2 separate regions of the Zea mays genome follow, and region 1 is linked to region 2. Evidence: chromatin contacts called from public Hi-C data. All regions are on one chromosome and are shown on one strand. The core of a region is the stretch at or near the end of the contact, and the rest is flanking DNA. Distances in the headings are between cores, read along the strand shown.

Evidence for each region. Hi-C and Micro-C count contacts between places; a contact is called where the count stands out from the background.
Region 1: a Hi-C map of tassel shows a contact between it and region 2, with 1.7 times the contacts expected there. The contact joins the promoter of LOC100286358 here to the promoter of LOC103629953 in region 2. A contact is called at or near these places in 4 of 25 Hi-C or Micro-C datasets (bundle sheath, ear, leaf mesophyll and 1 more).

Annotation. Positions count from the first base shown.
Region 1 is chr6:125,976,174-125,981,321 of Zm-B73-REFERENCE-NAM-5.0, reverse strand. LOC100286358 (B12D protein) reads left to right here and starts at 1,646. Exons shown (of 3, transcript NM_001159245.1): 1 at 1,646-1,829; 2 at 1,926-2,014; 3 at 2,671-3,053. The coding sequence starts at 1,803. The coding sequence ends at 2,818. LOC103629955 (E2F transcription factor-like E2FE) reads right to left here. Exons shown (of 11, transcript XM_008651054.4): 8 at 4,992-5,053; 9 at 4,501-4,903; 10 at 3,758-3,853; 11 at 2,760-3,250. The coding sequence ends at 3,774.
Region 2 is chr6:125,774,885-125,780,387 of Zm-B73-REFERENCE-NAM-5.0, reverse strand. It overlaps LOC103629953, which reads left to right and starts at 2,892. Exons shown (of 9, transcript XM_008651051.2): 1 at 2,892-3,074; 2 at 3,178-3,347; 3 at 3,435-3,497; 4 at 3,635-3,654; 5 at 3,774-3,818; 6 at 4,245-4,312; 7 at 4,903-5,042. The coding sequence starts at 2,990.

The DNA of each region.
Region 1 (5,148 bases), core at 397-2,896, 200 kb before region 2:
CTCGGCGGTAGATGGAGGGACATTTTTGGTGGAGGGTTGTGGGATGTCGTCAGCGAAGGCAACCTTAGATTTCTTGGCGTTGGCAAGGAGGGCTGCCTTCGCGACTTCATCGGTGGTGGAGTAATTTGGACATGGTGTTGATTTTCTTGGGAGGCATCGTGGGATTGGTCTTTGAAGCATAAACGATGGTGCCAAATGTTGGGTTCTGACAGGTGGACCCCAACACTCGGGAGGAGGTGAGAAGCACGATGCACAACAAAATGTTAAGTCGAAAAACTGCAACGTCCTATCAAGCGTGTCCCGTCCAGCTACAGGACAGGGGTATTTATAGGGTAACAAGGGTTGGTAGCCTAAAATACATTCAAACCCCCGGTTACCAACTACATCCTAGGAATATATTGTACGACAGGGTAATTACAGTGCAGTAACGTGATAGGGCCGAGCGCACCAAAACATCTACATGATTGGTACATTGACAGGTGGACCCAAATGGGACGGCCCACAAAGCTTTGGCAACCTTGTAGAATCTATGCTTCCCCTAGGTCTTCGTCCTCCCGACGCTCTCATGTCTGATGGTTGGGCACCTTAGCACCCCTCACGCCATCTATGGGGTGGTCCGCGTTTGGAGCCTTCGTCAATGGGGAGTCTGGCCCACCACACATTAGCCTTCGCTCGATTGGCATGACGCGGGTCTTCGCTCTCAGCGAGCCCCCCATGGAGACGTCCTCACTCGATTGTCGTTAGCCTTGGAAATCAAAAGCTCTTCCGGATGAAGTGTGCTTGTCGAAGCCTTCGGTCATGCCTGGTCCTATGTTCAGACATGATTAGTTTTGGCTTAGGGGCGTAATCAGCGAACAAGGTCTAGTTCAGCCTCTGCCCCTACAATTAAATTGTATGAACATTTTGTCTTTTGTATCAGATTTAACATTGTCAAATGTATGTAAAGGCACAAGGGTCTCATAAAGCTTCATAATAAAATGGAGAGATAAAATCATAAACTTAAAAACCAAATAATAAAATCACAATTATAAGGCTAGAGAGAAAGGTGCAATCATAAACTTTCCTCAGGGTTAGTTTGGGAATACCATTTTTCCAAGGGATTTCCATTTTACTAACGGGGCGTTTGGATCCCTTCATTTCAGAGGAATTGGAATTCACTCAATAAAGTAACTTATTTAGTTTGGAATTTAACATTCCACCACTTTCCAAAGTTCAGATATAAGCCTATCTCAAATTCATGGGGTGGAGGATGAGAAATGATTTTATGTATTAGTAGAATTCGTTTCTACTCTGTAACTTACATGACACACTTTGTCTCACTCCTCTGTAGTAAAATGTAGCACATAAATATCTCTGGCATCTTACTAATAATAATATACAAATATATTTTACATAAAACATAATTAACTTAATTGATATATATCTAAATTACTATTATTAAGAAATTAGTTTATTTTCCTTTAGAAAAATAGGAATTGCACGGAAAATAGAGTTCCTAAACTAGTTTATTTTTTTAGAAAAATAAAAATTACATGAAAAAATGGAATTTTCAAACTAGCCCTTAAAATAATTCCGGCGTACTCCTATGAAACCAAGTGGGCAACCGGAAGGAAACAAAAAGTGAGAGAAACGCGAGGGTAGAACCGTCATTTCGGGCGAGAAGCTCCAAACGACCACACCGCACACGCCGATAAAACCGCTCCACCCACTCCGCCCACTCCCCCTCTGCCGTCGCCTGTCCACTTTCCCCGTGCTTCTCCGCCGTCGAGGCCGCGTCCCAGTGCGAAGAGACTCCGACTCAGATGGCCAGCCGCTGGGTCCGGCCCGAGGTCAGCTTCCTCGATCTCTTCGATTGCACTCTCTCTCTCTCTCTCTCTCTCTCTCTCTCTCTCTCTCTCTCTCTCTCTCATGGTGGTGCAGCGCAGGTGTACCCGCTGTTCGCGGCGACGGGCGTGGCCGTCGGCATCTGCGGGTTTCAGCTCTTCCGGAACATCACTGGCAACCCGGAAGTCAGGTCCGCTCCGTGCTCTTAACTCCTGCCTGTTTTATTCTTGCAAGAAATGTGCTGCTCCTGCTGGATCAGGGTAGATCTGCTTGGTTTGGGTGCTGTTGAAGTTTTAGTCTATATGTAGTTCAAGTTCACTAGTTCAGTAGTCGCTTTATTTCTTTGTCTTGTCTGAAAGGCTGAACCATGGTTCGGCGTTGAGCCGTTGACTTGCCAGAACCAGAGTTGTATTGTATCCATCAGGTGAAATTTGTCTTGGTAGTTTTCCCGGTTGGAAAACTAGTTCCTTTTGCTGGGCAAGGTTGAAAACGACTAGACCATTTGTAGCTGTTCGGTCAGATTGTAGGAACCGAAGTGTAAGGTTTGGGAGTGCTAATTCGTGGCTATAAGCATAAAATGTATGCATATGCTTCTGTTCTTTACATGACATCTTAATAGTTTGTTTACATGCATGGTGCCAATTACAGTATTTTTTTTTCTGAGTTTAAAACGGCATATGCATGTAGGCACGCTGTTCACATCTTCAGTCTGATTGTCCACTATTTGACAACACGAGGATGTCACAATTGTAGCTGTTTGTTTGTGCTTACCTAGTTACATGCATCCATGTTTACATATACATTAATCCTGTAACACTATCAACACGAATGCCTTGAATTTTACAGGGTAAACAAGGCAGGGAGGGCAGCTGGTGTGCTTGAGAACCATGAGGAGGGGAGACGTTACGCCATGCATGGCCTAAGAAGCTTTGTGCACGACAAGACTCCTGAGATCATGCCTGCAGTTAACAAGTTCTTCACTGACCCTAAGTGAAGCATGTTGATTGGCATACTACTACTACTACTTGCTACTGGGGATTTTACACTTTGCTGGCAACTCAATATGTTGGGGACATCCATGACCTCTAAAAGTACTTTGAGCGCTTGGTGATGACTTGGTATATGTATGATGGTGGATGAGTTTGATCGTCCATGCTTGATGTTCATATTCATCTGTCATCTGGATTTGCCGCACTTCAGTGATAAAATTGTCATTTGGATACTGGTAATGGTACCGTCTTGTGAAGTTCGCTCCTTCTGCAGTGTGTGAACTATGACTGAGTTTGATTGGGCATCTGCATGTCTTGCATCTCCTCGATATGATGCTAATCCCAGCCCAGGCGCCAGAATACGTCAAAATTTACTGATTTCTGTTTTTGTTAGATGAACCAAGGTCGATGACTAGCTTATGATATTTTCTCTGATCCTAAAGAAATAGTGGATCAAATTAGTCTCTCAACTAGTTATTTTAAAAGATATATCGCACGATCATTAAACCTTAACGTTACACTAAACCAGATAAATTCATCAAAAGTTCAAAACTGGTAGAGTAATGCAAAAATAAACAACCAGCAGAACGGATTGTAGCCTTCATTTGTCTTGCTGTGCTCCTCGTACCGTACCCAACAACTAAAGCTGTATGATATACAACGAAGCGGATACCAGGGACGAGGAAACGGTAAACATTTGGTGACAACTCGATTGACTCCAGAATAGTCCACTAGCAACAATTTGATAACTCGATCGATTTCCCATTTTCCCTGCTTTTTTCCTTATGAAAAAATGGCCTCACTTCTAGCATTCGAGTAAATACAGTCGAAAGACAAAATTGCCTTCGTGTTTTTATTCCATCTTGTACAGGGTGGTTCCCTAAGCAAGCATCAACAACTCAGTTGATCTAACTACTGGAAACGGCTTACAAGTTACAACTGACCTGCCAACATTCTGCTTCATGATGCCGTTTCCTGGGTAAGATCCACGTACCATGATTTCCATGCTTCCACATAATGACCAAAAAGATCATTCAGTGCTGCAGCAACAATAAACTTTGTGTAAATTCAATCCAGTCAACTAACAAAAGAAACAACTCTCCATAGTAGTCTAACAGAAATACTGGATTCAAACAGGGATCAAACAGACAAAAAATAAACTCTGCATAATTGGATTATTAAAATCTATGGTAATAACATGTAATATTGGATCTTTACTGATTTACGAATGAGTTTCTATAGCATATATATGTAAATATGTTTATTTCATTACGAGTTCAGATTTTGGAATTTAGGTAAAAAAAATTGATCGTCTTTTCTTAAATGAATCGAAAAATACAACCATCCATGTTTTCCTTTTTAAAAAAAATCTAACACCCATATGACTTCTAGACATGGAAATAGGTTTTTAAACATTGTAACACAAGCCATGTCAAGTACACGGCTGCTTGTTTATATACTGATTAAGTATCAGAAGAGGTGAAGCTAAAGCTTGGCATTTATGACAATACTATGAACCTCTAAAAAATCTAGCACCTAAGAATTCATAGTTGCTGCAAACAGAAGTGCTTGACAAGTTAATTGCATGAAATTAAAAGAGAACAAACGGTGTTTTGGTAATGCAAATTTGTTTCTTTGAAAAAAGAATTCAACACTGCACTTATGCAAATGAAAATGTTAAGCTCACCTTGATTCTGATATTGTGGACGGAAGGACACAGCAAGGTTTTCCCAGTCCTGAATGTTCTTCCTCTCCTGCTGCTTAACAGTTTGATCATCAGTTTCGTGTTTCTTTGCACCAGCAGGGTGGAAGGGCCCATAAACAAAGTCACTCCTTTTCCCTTGCACCAGCTGCCTCTCAAAAGTCTTCACTATGTTACCAGCACCCTGCATGAGCTTGACTTTGTTCTCCGCTGCTGAGTCTAACTTGCCTCGCTTATTGTCAATGTTTGTAAGATCAGTACCAAATGCTCTCTTATTGGGCATTGCCTTCATCGATGGAGGTACAGAAACCATGACATTGTTATCTTGCTTTCGCTTTGCCTGGCCTAGCCACCGGAATGCAGGTTTTCTTGTGTCTGCTTGCTGCGTCTGAAACAAACGTTACAAGAAACTTCAGCAGCCACCAGCCAGAAATATCATTCCATTCATTTGAAATGGTATGCAGTCGAGAACCTACCTTCTCAATGAGGTTCAAAGAAGACAGCACATTGGCAATGTCATACAATCGACGAACTTTGGCTGCTTTGCATATTAGAATCAGTGCAAATTCTATTTGGATATGAAAAATATTTGGCATAAGCATGGAATTAAACAAAAGGAATGCATGTACTAAC
Region 2 (5,503 bases), core at 1,643-4,142:
GGGCCTAAGCATGGCCCACTAATTTTTTTATTTATTTTCCAGCGCATTTTGTGTATACTAGAAACAACTTTAATAGTGTAGAGATAAAGTAGATTTGATTTACTTGGCTAGAGGGGTGTGCATGACTCTTTATAGCCTCCAATCAGTTTCGAGCCATTGCGAAGCTTGTTTTTATGTCTTTTTTGCTTATTTTTTTCCACCTCAGTCAAAGCATGACAGGCTGCAGGCCGGCTCAGCACAACGTCGCTATATGACTATATCTATGTCGTGCTTGGGTCTGATATTCAGCACGGTGGCTCATCCCCGCATGACCCGTCAACATAACAGTCTTAAACGTGTCGGGCCAAAGATGGGCCCGTATCAGGCTGAAACGTGTCCACCCGTTTGGATATATATTAGTGCCGCTGACAATAAGACATGGCATAGATATCTGATCACCATGACACCACTGTTTTAATTCGTGTCGGCTTCCATTGTTTATATATTGTTTTTGTCTATATAAATTGCAGTCGCTGCAGCAGTTCAAACACATAGCTGGAAAAAAGTAATTAATCATATAAGTACGCCAACGCCGACAGGTTTTTGATTTCTTTTTCCAAATTGATTAAAACGAGAAGAGAGGAACGTTTTCATGGGAGTCGACGCTGACTCCCATGAAAGCGCTGTTCCACCTCCATCCACGGCAGCCTGGCTGGCGTCTGGCGCCACCTTCCACGAACCGAGAAGCGTCGGTCGGCGGCCCGTACTAATGACAATAAATATATTATGTTTTTCTTTTTCGCAAAAAAACGTATTAGGTTTAAAGTAAAAAAACTAGAAAAATATTAAAGTATTTTGCAGCAAAAAATACATAGAGACCAAAGTACTGTACTTATTCTACTCCAACGGTACTTGCTAGTTTAAACCGTAACTATGTAGGTGTGCTATCTTTCTTTGATCGTTCGCCGGTGCTTGGCGGTAGATGAGCAGGTGACTGTGAGTGACAGGTGAGCAATAGCTTTCTCCGACCAGAAGCGTCAGTGCGAGTCAGGCGCCGCCGACTTCCTTCCTGTTTTGTTTGCCTCGTGACACGCACGTACGACTCCCTTCCTGTCCATTAGCTACCGATGATTCGGGCGTGTTTGGTTTACGGTAGATTTTAAGAATCTGATTTTAAGAATATATTATGGATCCAAACAGAGTTTATTCTGTGCCTTAGATTCTGCGCTCATAGAAACAAAATCTGTAGAATCAAGCCATAGTTGGGTTTTCTTGGGTAACGTGAACATGCAGATTTTAAAAATCTGCGGAAACCAAACGCGGCCGAAGATTCATCACGGGATAGATGGTGGTGGGTATGAAAGTCTTCGCCAAGAGTGGCCGGTAGTTTGTTGTATAAAATACTATTTTATATTATATATGATGTTGTTTATAGATTGGAGATTAGATATATAGCTCGAGGACCGGCTAAACCTTCGTGCCGTTTTTATCTTCTTCTTCTCCTCATTGTTTATATTCTCACCAAAACGTTCACCACTTTATGCTAGATTATGATTTTCTTCTATCGATGAAAAAATCATTGCTCTTGGAAATATCTTTTTCCGTACATGTAAATTGCATCATGATTTTTTTATTTCACATATTGTATAATTCAAAATATTAATGAGCTTATAGCTCCTAAAAACTATATATATATACACATATATATATATATATATATATATATATATATATATATATATATTCAAATTGTACAAACTACAAACCTCGACTACACCTAAATTTATCGCATTTATGCTAGTTGCATCCCATGTTTTAAAATAGGTTAGGACACTGTTTTGAATATTTTACATTTTTTCTATTTTTTTATATTATCTTATAGCTAAATCTAATATTTGGAAGCTTCTAAACATATTTTCACAATCTCTAAATGTGCGTTGCGTTCACGATGTTTCACATCATAGTTTTATCATGAGGGACATCAAGACATTTTAGGTAACATTTGGTTCTAAAGTATGGTGGAGACGGAGTCGCCCCGCTCCCAATTTATTTTTGTTTAGATCGATTCTCTGAAGGGCGGAGTGAACCTAAAAATAGGAAAATTACGCTCAGATATAAGACTATTTGGCTCCCCAAAATCTCTCGGACAAAAACCGCTCCCTGAGACATAGTTGTTCCATCCTATGTGGCTCCGTAACCGAACACTATCTTAATACTCTCTTCGTTCCAAATGAAAAGTAGCTTTGGCTTTTTTTTATAGACACATAACTTTTATAGCATATTTATACATAGCAATCGTAGTTTTATTATGAGAAGCATTACAACATTTAATACTCTTTTTAGTTCTAAATTGGAAATAGTTTTGGTTTTCCAAGTTACATATTTTTTATAACATATTTGTACATAGTATATATTTATGTGTATAAAACACGACATACTAAAATGTCAGAGCGGTTTACAATTTGAAATATAGGTGTAAGTGTTTAGATTTTTTTTCTTCCAATTTTTAGATATTTTTATATTTGTATGAAACCATCTATGAATTTGTTTCTAACCGGGAATGCGTAACTTATAAATCATTTTAAGATCTGAAGATGGACAATTTATATCTAAATTTATGTAGAGTTTGAGGATAAAATCTAGACTCGGTGGTTATTTAGAGGCAAAAACCGCTCAAAGGAAGACTCGGTTTGGGCCGAAGCTCAAAATTATCCTCGCTCGCCTACCTCTCAAACTGTTACTGGGTTGCAGGTCGAAGGGGCCTCCCTGTCGTATATTTTTACAGCCCGTGTTGGGCTGCCAAATGTCTTCATTCGTCCTGAGGGTCATGCATGTCGAAGACTTGAGGCCCATCTAAACTGTTTAAAACCCCTCTGAAGCGTCAATTGTCCGAGAGCCCATTCCTTCTTCGACCATCTCTGATCTCCTCTCCCGGCGGGAAAAGAAAAAACAAACCTCCCTTCTGAGCTGAGCCTCTCCAGAAGCTCCAGAAGAGCCTTCCACGGAGCCGATGGCTGCAGCGGCGTCAGGCGGCGACACCCCGAAGCAGCTCCTCTCCATCATCCGCGACTTCGCCTACGAGAAATCGCACGGCGGTAAGCACCCAACTTCTCCCGCGCCGAGCGCGGAGGCACTAGGTTTTTCGCGCGTCTGCGGTTGATCGGACGCTCCGCCGTCTCCCGCTTGGCGTGCGCGCAGAGCGCAGGGTGTCCGACCTCAGGCGGCGCCTCGCTGATGCGCGCGCCGCGGCAGACGTGGCCGCGGCGGAGCTCGACGCCGCGAAGCGCGCGCGGGAGGCTGCGGAGCAGGAGTTTCGCGGGAGCCAAGTGCAAGACGCGATCGCCGCCGACTCCATCCTTGCGCTAGAGGTTTCTCCTCGTCTCGCCTTTAAATTGACGAATTGTCACGCTTGCTATGCCCAATTTTCGTGACCCGAACTACTTTGGTGCGTTTAGGCGACGATCTCGTGTCTCCATGAGGAGATCTCGAAGGCCAGCACTGATCTGGACGCGCTCAAAGTTAGAGCATCATAATTCGCAGCGAATTTATTTGGGTCCTTTGTTACTTTAGTATTAAATTAACTTATTCTCATTCTGGTTTGTGGTTCGAATTGGAATGGATCGGCTGTTGGTGCTTGACGAATTTGCTCCAAAAGAGCAAGGAAGACAGTGAGAGGTGAGTAATATGAACTATCTAATGCCTTGTTGCTCTACAAAATATCCCATATGTATTGTCCTGTACTAAATATTGTTTCTCTCTGCTGGTCATGGTTATACTTTCCCTCACTGCTGCAGAGAAGACTTCATTAGCAAGATGTATGAGATGAACGCAAAGATAAGGTATGAAATGACTTCTTTTGTTGTTTGATGCAATCATAAAACAAACTATAACTGATGTTGCATCTATGTTTTTCGGCTTTGCCTATAGTGGTGTTGGCAGAATGGCAGTAACTACCTCTGTATAATAAGGATATGATGTATTGTTTGGATATTCTCAAAATACTTGAGACAAGGGAGCACAGTGGTGAAATTTTTTATATGGGACGTGTATCAGAGGTGTTCGCAAGAGTCATGACATTGCACTAAGAGGGCACTTTAAGATTCTTATTACATTCTGCTTTTACTTTTTAAATTTTTCATCAATTTAGATTTGCTTGCTGGCTAAAACTTGTTTTGTAAGTTTCAATTTTGTTACTATCATGCTATCTATCGAAAGGTAATACTGTCTTGTTCATTATCTAGAGAAATAATATTCATCTTCTGCAGGCAATTTCAACAGATGGTATCTCTAGAATTAGCAGAGTACAATCATTGTGAGCTGCCATCTACAGATGGTATGTAATGAAAATCAGAATGGAACATATCAATTTCTGTTCCTGAATGGTGGAAGGGGTTCCATTTAATATATGTTTCTCTAGTCATTTCTTGTTTATTGCTTCTTCATAGGTTTTCTTTCCTTTTTACCCATAAATTTGCGATATTAAATTATGTTATGTTGTTGAAGCTGATTCTGTCTGTTATGATTTGGAGTTTTTGTGCATTGCCAGGTGACAGCTGATAATTGTTCATTTATTACCAAATGCAAATTCTGTCTGTTATGATAATTGTTCATTTATTACCATAACAGAGAGGAACTTCAAGATAGCCCAGTTTGGTGTTGTCTTTGTACTTATGAATATAATTTGTGTTGTTAAACTTTGTAAGTCCTTTTTTGTCTGTGTCCATTTCTCATCTTGTTTCTGAAGTGTCTTTCATAGTTAGCCTAAACATCCTTTGACCTCTCTGGTAGTCAAATGTACTGAAGCTCGATATGTTGAGTGATAGTGCTAGTTTCGTTTCCTTATTTTGGACAATTCGCAATTTAACATATGGATCAAATTGTGCACTTCGTTCCTTTACACTATCTGAGATGTCCCCTTTGTAGGTGAACATGTCAAAGACAAGAGTAAAACCGTGGACTCGGAAGGCATTTCGGAAGAGTTGTCAGATAAGGTGAGCAACATTGAAGCTGAGGTGCAGCTCTTGGAAGAAGAGTATAAAAAGGATCTGCTTTATCATGATAAGGTTTGTTCTCCCCAAGCATTGCATTATATTTATCTTCACAATACTATAAGCATGGAACTTCCAACATATTTTCAATTTTCTGTTCGTGAGACCACCCTGATGAAAAACTGTGGCTGTGAATTACGGGATATTTGAACGACGGCTGACATGTTCTGCATTTAATAAGTTTATACAGTATATGCGACCATTAAAGTGCCAAATGCATATTAAGCTGCTGTAGTTCATGAATCAGGAAAGCGAGAAACATGATAATGGCAAGTGCGATGCATACTGATTGTTACTGAATGGTTAATGCATCTGAAGGCAAATGTATTAACTGTGGAGCAGTACATGTGTTTGCCAAAGGCTGTTCATCAATCAGCATTACAAACACTAGTAGGCGATGCAGTGTCAAGGGTCATGGCTGGCGTGCAGGCAGAGGATTTGTGGTTTGAACTGTGGCGTAATCTATTTTTAATAAT